Linked DNA regions of Sus scrofa: region 1 is linked to region 2. A link is a contact called in public Hi-C data. All regions are on one chromosome and are shown on one strand. Each heading gives the region's core, a stretch centred on a gene start, on an enhancer-like site or on the middle of the called end of the contact. The rest is flanking DNA. Distances are from core to core; before and after follow the strand shown. Region 1 overlaps ADD3 (gamma-adducin). Region 2 overlaps XPNPEP1 (xaa-Pro aminopeptidase 1).

Evidence for each region. Hi-C and Micro-C count contacts between places; a contact is called where the count stands out from the background.
Region 1: a Hi-C map of liver shows a contact between it and region 2, with 2.9 times the contacts expected there. The contact joins two enhancer-like sites. A contact is called at or near these places in 3 of 47 Hi-C or Micro-C datasets (embryonic fibroblasts, liver and skeletal muscle) and 2 of 2 datasets of contacts at active chromatin or transcription factors (alveolar macrophages and skeletal muscle).

What each region holds. Positions count from the first base shown.
Region 1 is chr14:120,505,460-120,512,935 of Sscrofa11.1, reverse strand. The region is part of intron 1 of ADD3 (gamma-adducin); the gene reads right to left. Among named protein-coding and RNA genes, the nearest start is that of ADD3, 58 kb to the right of the region's middle. Within about 2 kb of position 1,890, at least 15 of the 83 cell types and tissues checked have an H3K27ac peak or open chromatin away from gene starts, as enhancers often do. A contact at or near this core is called in alveolar macrophages and liver, where this site is marked.
Region 2 is chr14:120,343,263-120,350,122 of Sscrofa11.1, reverse strand. XPNPEP1 (xaa-Pro aminopeptidase 1) reads left to right here. Exons shown (of 21, transcript XM_003133180.6): 4 at 6,559-6,622. Among named protein-coding and RNA genes, the nearest start is that of XPNPEP1, 21 kb to the left of the region's middle. Within about 2 kb of position 3,817, at least 40 of the 83 cell types and tissues checked have an H3K27ac peak or open chromatin away from gene starts, as enhancers often do. A contact at or near this core is called in alveolar macrophages and liver, where this site is marked.

The sequences.
Region 1 (7,476 bases), core at 641-3,140, 160 kb before region 2:
CTGTGGCTTCATCCTTCTAAATAAAAAAGTTGGCTTACCTTCTTTTCACCAACGGTGGGTGTCTGGAAGTAACAGCCTTTAATATAATGATAGAGGCAACTGCATTTTGTCCTAGCTGAGCATTCCTGCTCCATATATGTCAACTATGGCTGAAGGGACCTTAAAGGTCATCTAGTCCTATTCTCCCTTTTCACCGGTGAGAATTTAGGTCCATAAGACCACTACCTAAGGTCACAGAATACTTATTACCTGACTTCAGGCCAGTACTCTTTCCACTTTTACAAAATTGGAATCCTCTCTCCCATGGAACTTGTAGCCTGTCATTCTGCTGAATCATCAATGAAACACTCCACCTCAACCAAGATGAGATCTAAAAAGTATTTCCAAGCTATATGTCCAATGTCAAGAAATGAATTTGCACTAAGGAGAGCAACTTACCAGTGTATTAGGATTAAACAGACATTAGAGTATAAAATCCCAAAGAAGGAAGGAGCTTGGGATAATCAGTATTGTTCCAGTGGCAATCAAAGATTTTTAAGACGGTAAGATCAAAGAATAATATCCTGAGGTTGTTCTAAAGCTCTGAGAGAGAATAAAATGATGGAATGGTTAGAAAACAGAATCAGTATTTGATTCGTTATACAAGAATTGTGTGGTTAATACAAGAAATAGAACTGCCTCTGTTACAGCACTAAAACTTCCAAATGTTCTTGAGACCTTCTTTAAAACATTCACTCAGAGGAGGTTCCCCCCGTCATTCAGTTTTTGTATCACACATATCTCATTTTTAATTAATTCTCTGCCTCTAAGCTATTATTTAACCATTGTTCACATTCTAATTTGGGCATATATCCAGCCTCTTGCTCCATGAAACATTAGAATAAACTTTAGTGTATTAGGAAATAAGAAAAATGAATAGGAGGGAAAGCAAATACATTTTCACATGAAGTACAGGATACAGCTGTGATCTGTCAAGCTTACGGGACTATCTCCTAAGCTAACAGCAAAGTTAAAGGACACTGCTTAGCTGAACAGGAAGTAGCAATCTAAAAAGTATAAATGTTCCCATGCTTCAATTCTGTTCCCTTCACTTCACATATCCAACACACACGATTTAACCAGGCCCATGTTGAACACACCCATTCAAATGGCCGTGATGAAGTGTCAGTAAGTCTATGGCTGACAAGTATTTTGAGAGTCCATAAAAATAACCTTTAATCGTAATGTCCCCCCCAAAAAAACCCATGTTAGTTATACTCTTCTGAGGAAAGAGGTTGTAGTAAAAATGACAAAACCAGCCTTGTCTTAAGAAATTCATACTTGTACGAATGATCTTTAGTCTCCCATTTGTGAAAGCTGTTTCCATGGTATCAAAATATAACTAAAAAATAGAATTTCCTTTTATATCCTTTGCAGGATACTATGTGAGCTCACAAACAAGGCTCCTAACCCAGGCCAGGGCAAAAGAGGTAGAAAGGGAACATTTTATAATAGAGATAACATGCGATTACAATAATTTATGAGACATAAATTGTAAGTATTTGATTTACAAATTATAATTCGAAAGAGTATGTATTAGCCAAACAAAGTAGCAGAGAGAGAATCTTCTAGGCACCAGCAGCAATGTGAGCAAAAGCAAACCAGTGTTATCTGGAACCAATGATAATGCAACAGTACCATAGCAGATCCTTCCTATAGCCCCACTTTAGAAGGGGTTTGTGATACTGCAAAGTCAGTTAGCTGAGTACTTAGATGCTAATCAGAGGTGTTCAGGTGAATCAACAGGAGATCATATTCCAAATGGTAGTTCTGCATATATAAATAAGAGAGGCTCAAAACAAAGGAAATAGTGATGTGCTCAGATGGGTGTGTTTAGAGAAGGGAGGAAGTGGTAAGCATTTTAACCAAGAAAACACTATAGAATTACTTTCAAAAGAACACCTCTTTTAACTGCTTCATTTCCCCAGCTTACCTTTTGAATCAATAGGAGAAGAGTGCACTAGTATTGCCCCAGTGCACAAAGTGTTACACCATGGGTCTGACCCACAAACACAGAGCTCACTCTCAAATACAAAGCCACTATCTTGTCAATTAGATGGTACACATTCGAAATAAAAAGATCAGCTACATGGCAAAAGCAATAAAAGAACACGTGGAATAGGGAGAAAGAGCTCTTCCTGAGATTTTGCTCTCTGCCACAGCAGGCGCTGCAACTTATGAACACAGTTGGGAAATTTCCTTTTCACAGGAAAAGGATGACTTCTTAGATCACATTAAGGTAGAAATGACAGAAACTGTATCAAGCAGAAAAAAAGGTGTTTCCTGAAGGAAGGAAACAGAGCATTGCCTTTATTAAACACACACACACATACTCATATACACACACACTCACACAGACAGGAAAAGCAAAACACATGAATACAGCAAGCAGAAAAAATCTTTTTCAAGAGATAAAGAAGAAAACAACTAAATAAAGGAAATGTTTCATGGTAGGCGTTAGCCTCAGTGGGATAATCTTTTTGTCCCAGTGGGTTATCTAAAGTGCAAATACACTTAAGGGGAATAAGAACATATTGGCACTTTATAGTCACACAGGGATCTTTATTTATATTTTTAAAAATAAATATCTAGTTTCAGTTTTTCTTCTACACACACATACAAAATGTATCCGTGTTTCATCACTAGCTTATCACTAGTTCTTATGGTTCAGATTATTTCAAAGAATTGATGTTTGAATGGTTTATTCTTTGAATAAATTACACTAATTCTTAATAAGCGTATTCTTTTACTCAACAAAATATTCTGAGTGCCACTTCTGCATCAGATACCATTTTAATGTTTGAGACACAGTAGAGTACAAGGTACGTGCCCTCCTCAAACTTACATTATTCACAATTGTGAAAGATATGTTTTAAAAATTTCTTTGCCTAGTTTTGATGCACTAAATAGAGCAGTGACTTTAAAACTTTATTGCAAAACAGAATCACATGAGTTTTTAAAAAGATCTCAATACCCAGGCTGCATTCTGTATATACCATCTACACCAGAATCTTGGAAGGTGAGACCCAAACATCAGAATTTTTTAAGCTTCCTAGATGACTTCAGAGAATAGTCATATTTGAGTACTAGTGAATTAGTGCATTGGTTCTCAACTTTGGGTCTTTGAAGAAATGAAGATAAACAATCTCTGGGAAAAAATTCCTCTATATTCTTCTCCCAATCCTACCAACCCAAAGTAAGAAGATTCATTGTGGGTACAGGGCAGTTTTCTCAGTGGGAAGGTGAGATCTACTTGCTATATACATCAGCAACTCCTCCTCACCCAGGCCAAAATATAATCCCTGCAGGGTGGCTAGCAAGCCTGTCATTTTTGCCTCCTGCTAGGATATCTGTGTTCATCTGAGAGAAACAAAGTGGGGACAGAAGAGTCATCCTGGATATGCTGACACACATTAAGCATGTAAGAGTGATTCTATAATACAATTAATCATAGCATTAAGAATTTAATTGTTTAAAAATTTTGCTTATTATTATTATTTTTTAATCTTAGTTATCAAAAAGTCACACTTGGGTTCAAACTAGCAAGAAGGGGTTAGGCACCACTAACTTAAGTATATGTTTGGGAAAAATAAAATAATCCAAAATCAAAACATTTTGGTTCTCAATGGGAAGAACAGAGGCAAAATCATTAGGAAATGCCCAAATCCAAAGGTAGCTATTATTAATAATACTGTGGAATTAAAGGACACAAAAGGCAAAAGAACAAAATTAAAGTCCTTTATAAAGCAAAATATAACCCCTTTAATTTTTATATACTTTTTTTTTTTCTTTTTACGCTCATACTTGAGGCATATGGAGGTTCCCAGGCTAGAGGTCAAATTGGAGCTGCAGCTGAGGCCTATGCCACAGCCACAGCCATATCAAATCCAAGCCACATGTGCAACTTACACCATAGTTTGCAGCAACTCAGGATCCTTAACCCACCAAGCAAGGTCAAGGATCGAACCTGCATCCTTATGGAGACTAACGTTGACTACACTGGGTTCCTAACTCACTGAGCGGCAAAGGGAACTTCTACATAAATTTTCCCCATGAAAGGGCATTCCCTGCATTTAAAATTAAAAGGTGAATTATAAATTTTAGAGTTCCCATTCTAGACCTGCTCCCATTCTAGATCTGCAAAAAATCTTTTAGAGTATGTATTTGATAATATCTTAAAAGTTGTATCTAGAAAGCCTGTCATTACTGAACTTATAAACCCTTGTGCTCTTCCAGTTCACTATATCCAAGAGCCTTCTGCTCATCAGATTGTAGCCAAATCCTTCAGACATGTCATTGATCCCTTCCTGGTTGTTTTCAACTTACATGTGAATCACAAGCATTTCTCAATATTTATACCATGTGTTGTAATATCCACCATACTGAGTTTTTAGTATACATATTTTTTTTTCAAAGTGAATATTCTAAATGCTTAATAGTATGTCCCAAGAAGATACTTTGTAATAGTCCACGATTTTAAAATAACATATTGGAAAAGTAACATCACACATAAACAGAAACCACAAAATTACCAATAGTATGTCCCAAGAAAATACTTTGTAATAGTCCATGATTTTAAAATAACATATTGGAAAAGTAACATCATACATAAACAGAAACCACAAAATTACCATTTCTAAGATGGCAGAAACATTCATTATAGTATATTGCCTGTTAACCAAACAATACATTTAATATCTTTTGATGTATTTATGTACAAAGTTCAACCCATGTTAGAAAAAATACATTACAAGTTTAAGACATCTTTCTCTCATCTATGAGTAGAGAGATAAAAGATTTAGTGGCAAAGAACAAAACCACCTCTTGGTTAAGTAAAAATGCTTTCCTGCATATTTTCAAAGGAAGGAGAATTTTTCAGAGCAAACTATTAGGGAAACTGCAGGCAATTATTTTTGGATATGGAAGTACAATAAAACACGTTCGAGAAAAGTTAGTTATCACATAATAACCAGTTAGAAAAGTGTTGGGTGGGATGGGGTGGTGAAGGGGAGCACTGGGGTTATGAGGGAAGAATATGCAAGTATCAGAGATTTCTTAAGAATCTGTTTCACTGAGTCACTACCATCACCCTACCTCTTATCAACAAAGGCATCAAAAGCTTTTGCAACCAAAGGAACTCTTGAGGAAATCATTGGAAACTGTTAATAACCTAGTGTTTCCTTATAACACTGACCACAGGAATCCAAACAACTTTCTAATAAAGACAAGGGTCTGGAAAAACAGAAGTAATCTAATTATAATTCCATCTTCGCACTAGTATAGCCACGTCAAAATAGTCCCCTTTGGAAGCAGAAGAAAAGCAATTAAAAGAAAGAGTTCTCCATTTGTTCTAGATACATGGTGAGGGTACCTCTGAGGAAGGTGGGCTATAAAGTGACTTCAAGTTTCACTTGGTAGAGGTTGGAGGTACTGGATCTTGGATTTTAAATTGATGTTAGTGGTTTCAAATTCAATGCTTTTGTGAATCTAATCAGTGTTGACTAGATGAAAAATCTGATTTGTCCATTTCCCACTGCCTCTGCTAATTCTTGGTAAGACAAATTAACATCCTAAACCACAATATCATTTTTTACTTCCTATCCCAAATCCTGGAATTATTTTGCAAAAAATTCCATGTCTTCACAAAGAATGAGGAAGGGTATTCTTCTACTTCTAAAACTTATATCTACTATTGTTGTGAAAGGGGCAAAAATCCTCAACTTCAGTTGCAATGTAACCTTCAAAAATAATTTTAATTCCCAATATAAAAGGAAATCAAGACTAATTTTTTAAATTCTCGCTAGTTCTCATTTACACTTTCCTTCCTTTTATAAATATTACTGATGGGACCTGAAATTGATCATTAAAGGAACCAGTTAATTAGAAAACATATAATTCAATCCACAAATAAGAAGTTTGCAAATGCAAAACAGAAGTAACTCTGGTATGCAATTTATTCATGGAACTAATTATTATACATATTTGAGGCTCATTGGAACCCTTTTTGAATTATGTCAGCTCAAGGATTAAGGCTTTCCCTCAAAGCCAAAACCTTGGAATTGAGGGTGGGTGACAGTTAGGCAGCTAGTCATTTCATTAAGAATACTTAGGATTGTGATATGATTTTGGATTAATGTCTGGTGATTTATAGAAATCTGTTTGCAATTCAACGGCCTTCAGGTCATAAACTCATATGCTACCACAGGCACTATAATAGTCTGCATGTTTAGCTAGGCCAAAAGATTTCATAGTGGTTAGCCTGGATTTACAATAAGTGTTCCATTTTACCATTACTGTCTAATTCCATTAAGAAAATTGCTATGATGGGCTTTTATGCCATTTAATAAAATATACTGTGCAAGGAAAGTCTAGATTACAAAAAGGTTATGTAGTTCCTTCTATGTACATAGTGCCTTCTAGTTTATAACACATTTTCATATCTATTTTTTCATTTTATGTTCAAAAGAACTCTGTAAAATTAAATGTTCATCACACTGATGAAAAACTCTCAAACACACAGAGTTAATAAATGGAAGAATTACAACTAGAATCCAAGTCTTCTTATACTTTAGTAACTTAAACTATCAGCCTGTCAGTTTTTTTATGCAGGGCTTTCCTTAGAATTTCAATATGAAAAAATCAAGGAAAAATAATGTTATTAACACTGTAATTATTTATAAAGACTTTGAACCTTAGATAATTCTATCATCCCAATAATTTATATTGAAAAATTTTCAGTTTTGTTTTACATTGATAAAAGATGCATAACATAGATTCCGGATTAAGATGGTGGAATAGAAGGACTGGAGCTCAACTTCTCTCCTAAAAACAACAAAATTCACAACTAAAGGCTGAGCAATCTCCACCCAAATGGACTGGAAACCTTAAAAAAGATACCTTACCCAGAAGAAAAAGAGGAGGCCACATCAAGAGGTAGGAGGGGCAATTTCATGATATAAACAACCCCACACCTCCTGGGTGGGAAGCTCCACAGACTGAAAACTAACTGGTTCACAGAGACTCACCTACAGGAGTGAGAGTTCTGAGCTCCACATCAAAAGCTCACATGCGGGGATCCGGCACTGGGAGAAAGAGCCCCTGGAGCATCTGGCATTGAAGGCCAGTGGGGCTTGTGTGCAGGAGCTCCACAGGACTCCAGGAAATGGAGACCCCATTCTTAAAAGGTGCACACGGACTTTCACATACACTGGGTCCCAAGGCAGAGTGAGGTCTCCATAGGAATCTGGGTCAAACCTGACTGCAGTTCTTGGAGGACATCCTGGGAAACCAGTGAGTGTGGCTTGTTGTGAGGGAAGGACATTGAAGGCAAAACTCTCAGGAATATTCAGAAGCCATGCCTTTCTCTGGAGGGGGCAATTTTGGGAAAATCTGGCCCCATCCATCAGTTCAGTGCTGAGAAGCCCCAAGGCAAACAAT
Region 2 (6,860 bases), core at 2,568-5,067:
TCAGAATTGGATAATTTCTCCCTAGATGAGGAAGCTGAACCTCTAATCCTGGAAAAATGTGTTTTCCAGAAACATCCTGAAAACACGAAAAGTTAAGCTTGCTTGATATTAGCTGTCTCTTTTATTGCAGAAGTCACTATTTGTTTAGGCTTCACAAATTTATGTTCTTATACTCTTACTGTTCTTTTCTCCCTCACCCCCTCACCACTGCCCTCCTACCCATTTTTCTTTTATAATTTTTAACAGTCATTTCTGTTGCTGTAGTTTAGCCATCTGCCTTGCGAGTTGGGAGAAGCTGTATTTTGTTTATTTGGTGCATATTTCCTGACTGTTATCTGAAAGCTAAGTACTGGGACAGTTGTAGAGGGCAAGCAGTTAGCATGTAGGTAAGCATATGGGCTTTAGAGACTGGGTTCAGGTGCCAGATTTGCCACTTAACTAGCTGCTTGACCTCAAGTAAATTACCTCAAACTCCCAAGTGTCAGTTAAGCCCTCTGGGTCTCAGTTTCCCCATCTGCTAGAAAAGGACAGCGACGTATTTACCTCTTAGGGCTGTTGTTAGGATTAGAGTTAATAGATGTAAATGCTTAATAAAGCTTGTCTGTCACCTGACAAGTCTCATTATATTAGCTATTATTGTTATTATTACCGTTATGGAAATGAATGAGGGGGACTATCCCCTTAAAGAGATGAAAGAGTAGATGGTACCAGCTGCAAATGCTCACACAAAGTACAACCAGTAAATGTCACAGGAAAGAACTCAGCATTGTGTAGTAGAAAAATATGAGACACGTATGTAGTCTTAAATATTGTAATAGCCATAGTAAAAAAAAAAAAGTGAAAGGAACAGTGGAATTATTTTTAGTAATACATTTTATTTACCCCAGTATGTCCAAAATATGATCATTTCAACACATCACCAGTATTGAAAATTATTAATGAGATAGTTTACATTCCTTTTTTCCTACTAAGTCTTCAGTTCCAGTATGTATTTCATTACAAATCATCTCAACTGGAATGTGGAATGTTCATTGGAAATATGTCATCTTTATTTAGATTTCATAAAATTTACAGTTGAAAAAAATGGACTTACATACCAAAGTTGTTCTAAACCTGTGAAGTTTTGTAATAATGGAGTCTTAAGCATCAGTTTTAAAATTTACATTTACATTAATTAAAATGAAATAAACATTCAGTTTCTCAGTCACATTAGCCATATTTTAATTGCTCAGTAGCTACATGCATTCAGTGTGTACTGTTAAAGGCCAGCACAGATTTAGATCAAGTGTGAACTGAACTCATAGGTGAGAAGGAATATTTTGAGCTGGCAGAGTCAAGAAGGCTTCATGATGGAAGTGCATTTTTATTTATTTACTTATTTGGCCATGGCATGCAGCGGCTTGACGTGGGGTCTCAGTTCCCAGACCAGGAATTGAACCCTGGCTGTGGTGATGCAAGTGCCAAATCCTAACCTCTAGACAGCCAGGGAACTCCCAGGAAGTGCATTTAAGTTGGAATGTGAACAGATAGGATTGGCGTGCTTGGAGATAGAGAGGTGTAAGAAATACTGTGGGCAAATCCATGGAAGTAGGAGAACATGAATATATATGATAACCTTAAAGAAGAAAGAATAATAAGGGATCTGGTCAGGGCCACTTAGGAGCCGCCAGAGTCAAGAATTTAGGTTTTTATTAGACATTCGGGACCCACGGAAGGTCTTTGAACAAGGGAGTGACACGATCCATTCCTGGGAGCAGTGTTCAGGTGGGGTGGAAAAGGGAGACACTGGGAACTGAAACCTGTTCAGAGGCCGTTGCAGGATCCCACAGTTGGTGTACAGAGGGCCTGGGTGCTGGGAGCAGAGAAGCGGGAAGGACGTGGAGGAGAAGCAGCGGATAGATCCAGCATGGATGGCCGAGGAGATTGAAAAATTTGGAAGCTGAGAGGGTCTGTGGTGCCATCCACAGAAAGGAATGAGAAGCTCCGCATTCCTTGGTTCTGTTCTGTGGAGGGGGTGGGGCACAGGCGAGACAGCTGTTAAGTGGGACTCTGGGTCCTTGCCAGGACTGTGAGGTTGAGGAGGAAGGCTTGGCTTTGTGTGTGACCTGCCGCAACAGCCTCCTCAGTAATAGAGAGGCTGCTGTTCTCTGAGGCTCTTGTTCCTAATTGTTTCATTTCAGGCTAGATGCTGGGTTGATGGAATTTCTCCTACGGGTGGGGGAGGGAGGGTGTTGGAGAAATGAAGAGGAATCTTGAATTCGGTCCTTTGTACTTTCCAAAACACAAATACACACACCCACACACTGTTGCGTGTTAGAGAGAATATGCACCCCAAATGCATCATTGTGCAAGGACTTGGCACTCCAGGGGTCTGCCCCTTCCTGTCCTCTGCAGCTCTAAGGGTTTTTCCTCTTCAACTCAGAACAAGGGTTGTGCTGTTAATGAGTTTGGGCCCAGGGGGACTTTTTCAGTGAGGAATTGTCCATTCTTTCTTGTAATCTGGGTGCTTTCATGAACCATCTCAGTCAAATGTTGGGATTTGTGGGTACCACTGGCCCCAAACCAGGGGAACCATTCGTTGGGGCCAGAACTGCGTTGGCACTACCTTTGAGAAATTTGAACTCTTCATCCTCTCCTTCTGTAAGGCCCCTTATTCTGCTTTTTGGGCTCTGCTTAGTCAAAGGATCACGTTCTTGCTGGGGTGACTCTGCCAACTTGAGTTTTTGGCTGTGTTTATAGTTCCTCCTTCTGGAAGACATGAATCAGATTTTCCTAAACTCTTTGGATCCTACTCCCATTCCTCCAGGAGTTGGCTTCCTGTTTTGTAGTTCTTAAATGGGCTCTCTCCTGGGGTGGAGGTGGTGACTTTTATCCCACGGTGATTTTATCCACTGTATTAATTGGAGTAAGGCTAGCTGCAGTAACCCATCTCAAAGTTTTGGTGACTTGGTGCCGTGGAGCCTTATTTCTTGTTCACGTAGCAGTGAGTGTTCCTGGTTGGTGGGTAACTTTCTTCCACTAGATAGATGGGTGATTCAGGGATCCAGGCACTTTCCACCCTACAATGCCACTGCTCCAGCAGGCAGAAGGGAAGGCGTACGCAGGAGACACGTCTGTCTTCGCCCTGACTCAGACATCACTTTCCACCCACATTTTAGGGCTGAGAGCTGGTCACGTGACCCCACCTAGATGCAAGGGGGGGCTGAGAAACGAAGTTCTGGAGGGGCAACCAACCACTTTTCAGTGACTGTACACTGAGGAAAGGGCATGAATCTTTGGGCAGCTATCTGTTTTCCCACATACCTTGGTTTGGTTTCATTTAAGAGAGAAGAAAATGCCAGAGAAGGGGAGTAACCTTAGTATTTGGGGTCCGGTAGCTCTCGTCTCCTATTCCCAGTCTAACTTCTGGGACTTCCTGTGAACACATAGCCTTTTACTCTTTCGGTTTCATTTTTGTTGAGTGCCTGGTGTGTCTGAGGCACTGTGCCGGGGAGGGGAAAGATCTCACCTCAGGGCCCATATAACTTCGGGCCAGCTTATTTTGGCACCCAGCCATCTGCCTGGCTTGCCCCGTTCCATCTGCATGTGGCCATGTTGCTCATTCTTCTTAAAACCCATGTCACCACCCCTTCTTGAACTTTTATTCTCCTTCTGGAACTTGCAGGATAAAGTTCAAGCCTCTTAGTGTGATGTTTGAGGTCCTTGACCATTGTCTTCAGCCTGCCTTCCCAAGGATCTTTGCTGCCACTCCCTTCAACTTCCTGTCCCAGCAGTCAGGCTAGTTGCATGCTGTCCTGCCACAAACCTCTTGCTTCTGGGCCTTCTTGAACTTGTCCTCCTCCCTGGATTGCCTTCCTGCTTCTCCTCCCCTGTCTGTGCTGGCCCAGGTCAAACCTCTGAGCTTGGCCTGATGGATTCCAGGCAGATCTGAGGTTGAAACTGGCAGATACCATTCTGCATATGTAGCATAATTTATGTGGCTTTTTATTAGGGCTAATGTTTTACTGATATCTGTCTTATTTTGCTTGCTGGATTGTTCATTTGTGCCTTGGGGACTGGGCTGGGGTTTGGACTTTATCCTAAGATGATGGGAGGTCATTGCAGGGTTTTAAGCAGGATGCTAACATGATATAAATGTACACACATTTTGAAAAGCTCACTGTGTGTGAAGAGTGGATTGCAGGGGCAGTGGTCCAGGTAGCGATGAGGAAGCCTTGGACTGGGGCATGTTAGAGATGGAGAGAAATGGACAGTTTTAGAGAAGCCAACAGCTGTGTTTCTTTGTGCCTTTTCCTAGTATGCTCCAGCTTTGGCTTACTTTAGACCTTCTGCTGCTCTCTGGGGACAATGGTCCTGGGCTTTGCCAGCTTCATGGCCGGGGGGAAAGAGTGGGAGGCCCAGGCTTGTCTGGCCTCTGCTTTATCCTGTTATGTGGAGGTGACAGCTTTGGTCAGCGATGTCTTTCTGGCATGTTGACCACTTAGGTCATGTCTAGACATTCTTGCCCCAGCCCTCATCTTGTTCCCAAACCAAACACGTCCACCTGCTGTTAATTCCACTTCTCTTCTCCTGCCTTTGCTGAGGGGCAACTCTAGGTAGACCTTTGTGGGGCCCTGTAGGCTTCCCCAGTAGGCTTCCCCACCTTGCCTGCAGTTCCTTCTTTGCCAGCCCCTTGCCTCATCGTCACTGTGGTCTGTCAGGTGGGTGAGCCCCAGGACAGGGGAACCTTCTGGTCGGTCAAGCGTGTCCCCTCTGTGTCTTCCCTGTTGGGCACTCTGATTTTTAGCACAAGGATTGTTTTTGTTAACTTAGTTTTCCAAGCCTCTTAGACACTTTCCACCACCCAGGAAGAAGGGATTAATATTATCTTTTCTGTTGCGTGTACGAGGCACTCTCAGGTTGTGGTGAGTTGTTTTAAACATTCACTTACTGTTCTCACAATAGTCCTAGGATAAGGGTGGGAACCCATTCCCCCATTTTGGCATTTTTTGTTTTTCTCTCTCTCTCTTTTTTTTCAGTCTTGCACTCAGTAATTACTGGGTTAATATACAGTTAATAAATGATGCTGGTGGCCATTTCTTTCTGTGTCCTTAGTGCTGTCTGGTCAGTGTTCCTGTGTGTTTTGGGGATAGAACATTTGCCTGCTATTGCATTCAGCAGTGTGAAATGACCCATTGTAGGAGTGAGGGGCTGAGGCTGGGAGTGACCACATAGGGGCAAGGGGGCCTGTTGCAGACCACATAGCTGGCCTGCCAGAGGGGGTGTGGCCTGCAGCTCCCAGAGCTCCTTCTTCCTGTCTTCATGGTTCTTTCTGCTGGCCCTTCCAGCACCTCTCTGGATTGTGGTCTTGTGACTGGTATGAGGTTGTGATTGTGGCTGCCTCGGGGAAGGGAACAGTTCTTACCCACAGGGCAGGAGTGGGATATGGGAGCCTTTTTTCCTCATACATCATGTCACTTAAAATTAAAATGCCTTGGGGTCAGCCAGTGGCCCCATTCTCTATCCTAAGCATTCCTGACCCTGCCAGGTCCTTTGGCTCAGGGAAGACCTATGAACAGTAAAAGGAGCAGTGGCTCTGGTCTCAGACAGACCAGATTCTGGCCCGGCTGTTGACCTGCTAGTTACTTAAAGATTCTGTCTTTGAACCTCAGTTTTTTCATTTGCTCTTGGTCTTATCCTGCAGAGTCACTACGAGAATGAGAGATGGTGTGTTTTATGGAGGCAGCGTGGTATAAAGACTTCAGAGTCGAGGCTCTGGAGCTGACTGCCCAGTTTCAAATCCTGCCTCTGCTACTTATTAGCTGTGTGACTTTGGACAAGTTAGTTAACTCTCTGTGCCTCACTGGCTATTTCCAGAGGTTATCATACAGATGAGGACTCCACACCCTCTCTAGGACTGGGAACCTCTTACTTTCTTTACCCTAATCCCATTCCATACAGAGGCAAGGGATTGTCAGCTGTGAAGGACCTGGATTTGAACATGATGTTTTATTTTGCTAAAGCCTTCTGGCTTGGAGGAAGCGTTTCCCTTCGTTCCCTAACAGGAAGGGACAGGGTCTGCGTGGGAGAGATTGGTGACACTGCCTTGGAGGGGGACACAAACAGGAAATTCAGAAATAGGCTGATACCTAGAGAGACTCAAGTTAGAGAACTATTGGCACATAAAACAGAAATCCAGCCTTTTCAGAAAAATAGCAGATGCCTAAATGTCAGTGGCAAGGAAGGGAGAAGGCTATTGGTTTGTTTTTTTTGAGTAAGATCTCAGTGAGGAAAGAGCAGTTTTGATCTGTTTCTCTAACTTGCTTTGTTCTCCAGATGAAGAAACTGAGGCTAAAGGGAAAAGCCCGTTTAGCCCTTCATTAATTAGGGTCTTCTGCAGTGCGCTCTAATTTTTTTTTTTTTTTTTTTTTTTAATGCTGAGCTTGCCTTTTCAGCTAGACTGTCAGTCTCTTGAAGGCAGGTGTCTGGCTTTTGCCAGCCTTTGTAGTTCTGCTGGGCTGAGCATGAGTTGGCCTGAGACTGATCAAGGTCCAGTTCTTTGTCCTTTTTGTCTTCCAGAGTGAGTACATTGCTCCATGTGATTGTCGGCGGGCCTTCGTCTCTGGATTCGATGGCTCTGCAGGTGAGTCGCTAAATTCCCTCTTTGTTCTTTGGTACTTTTGTTCACCTCCCCCAAAATAACTGGACCTAGTTTCAGCCTGTGATATAAAACCCCAAAGAAGATGCAAACCAGAGCGTCTGCAGAGGGAACATGGTCCTGGCACCCCCAGCTCCTAAGCTTATGTTTTCATGACCCTTTTCTCTGTGCCTTTGCTTTTCTAGTCTTAAAACAATTTATTTAAAAAATATTTTTGAACTTT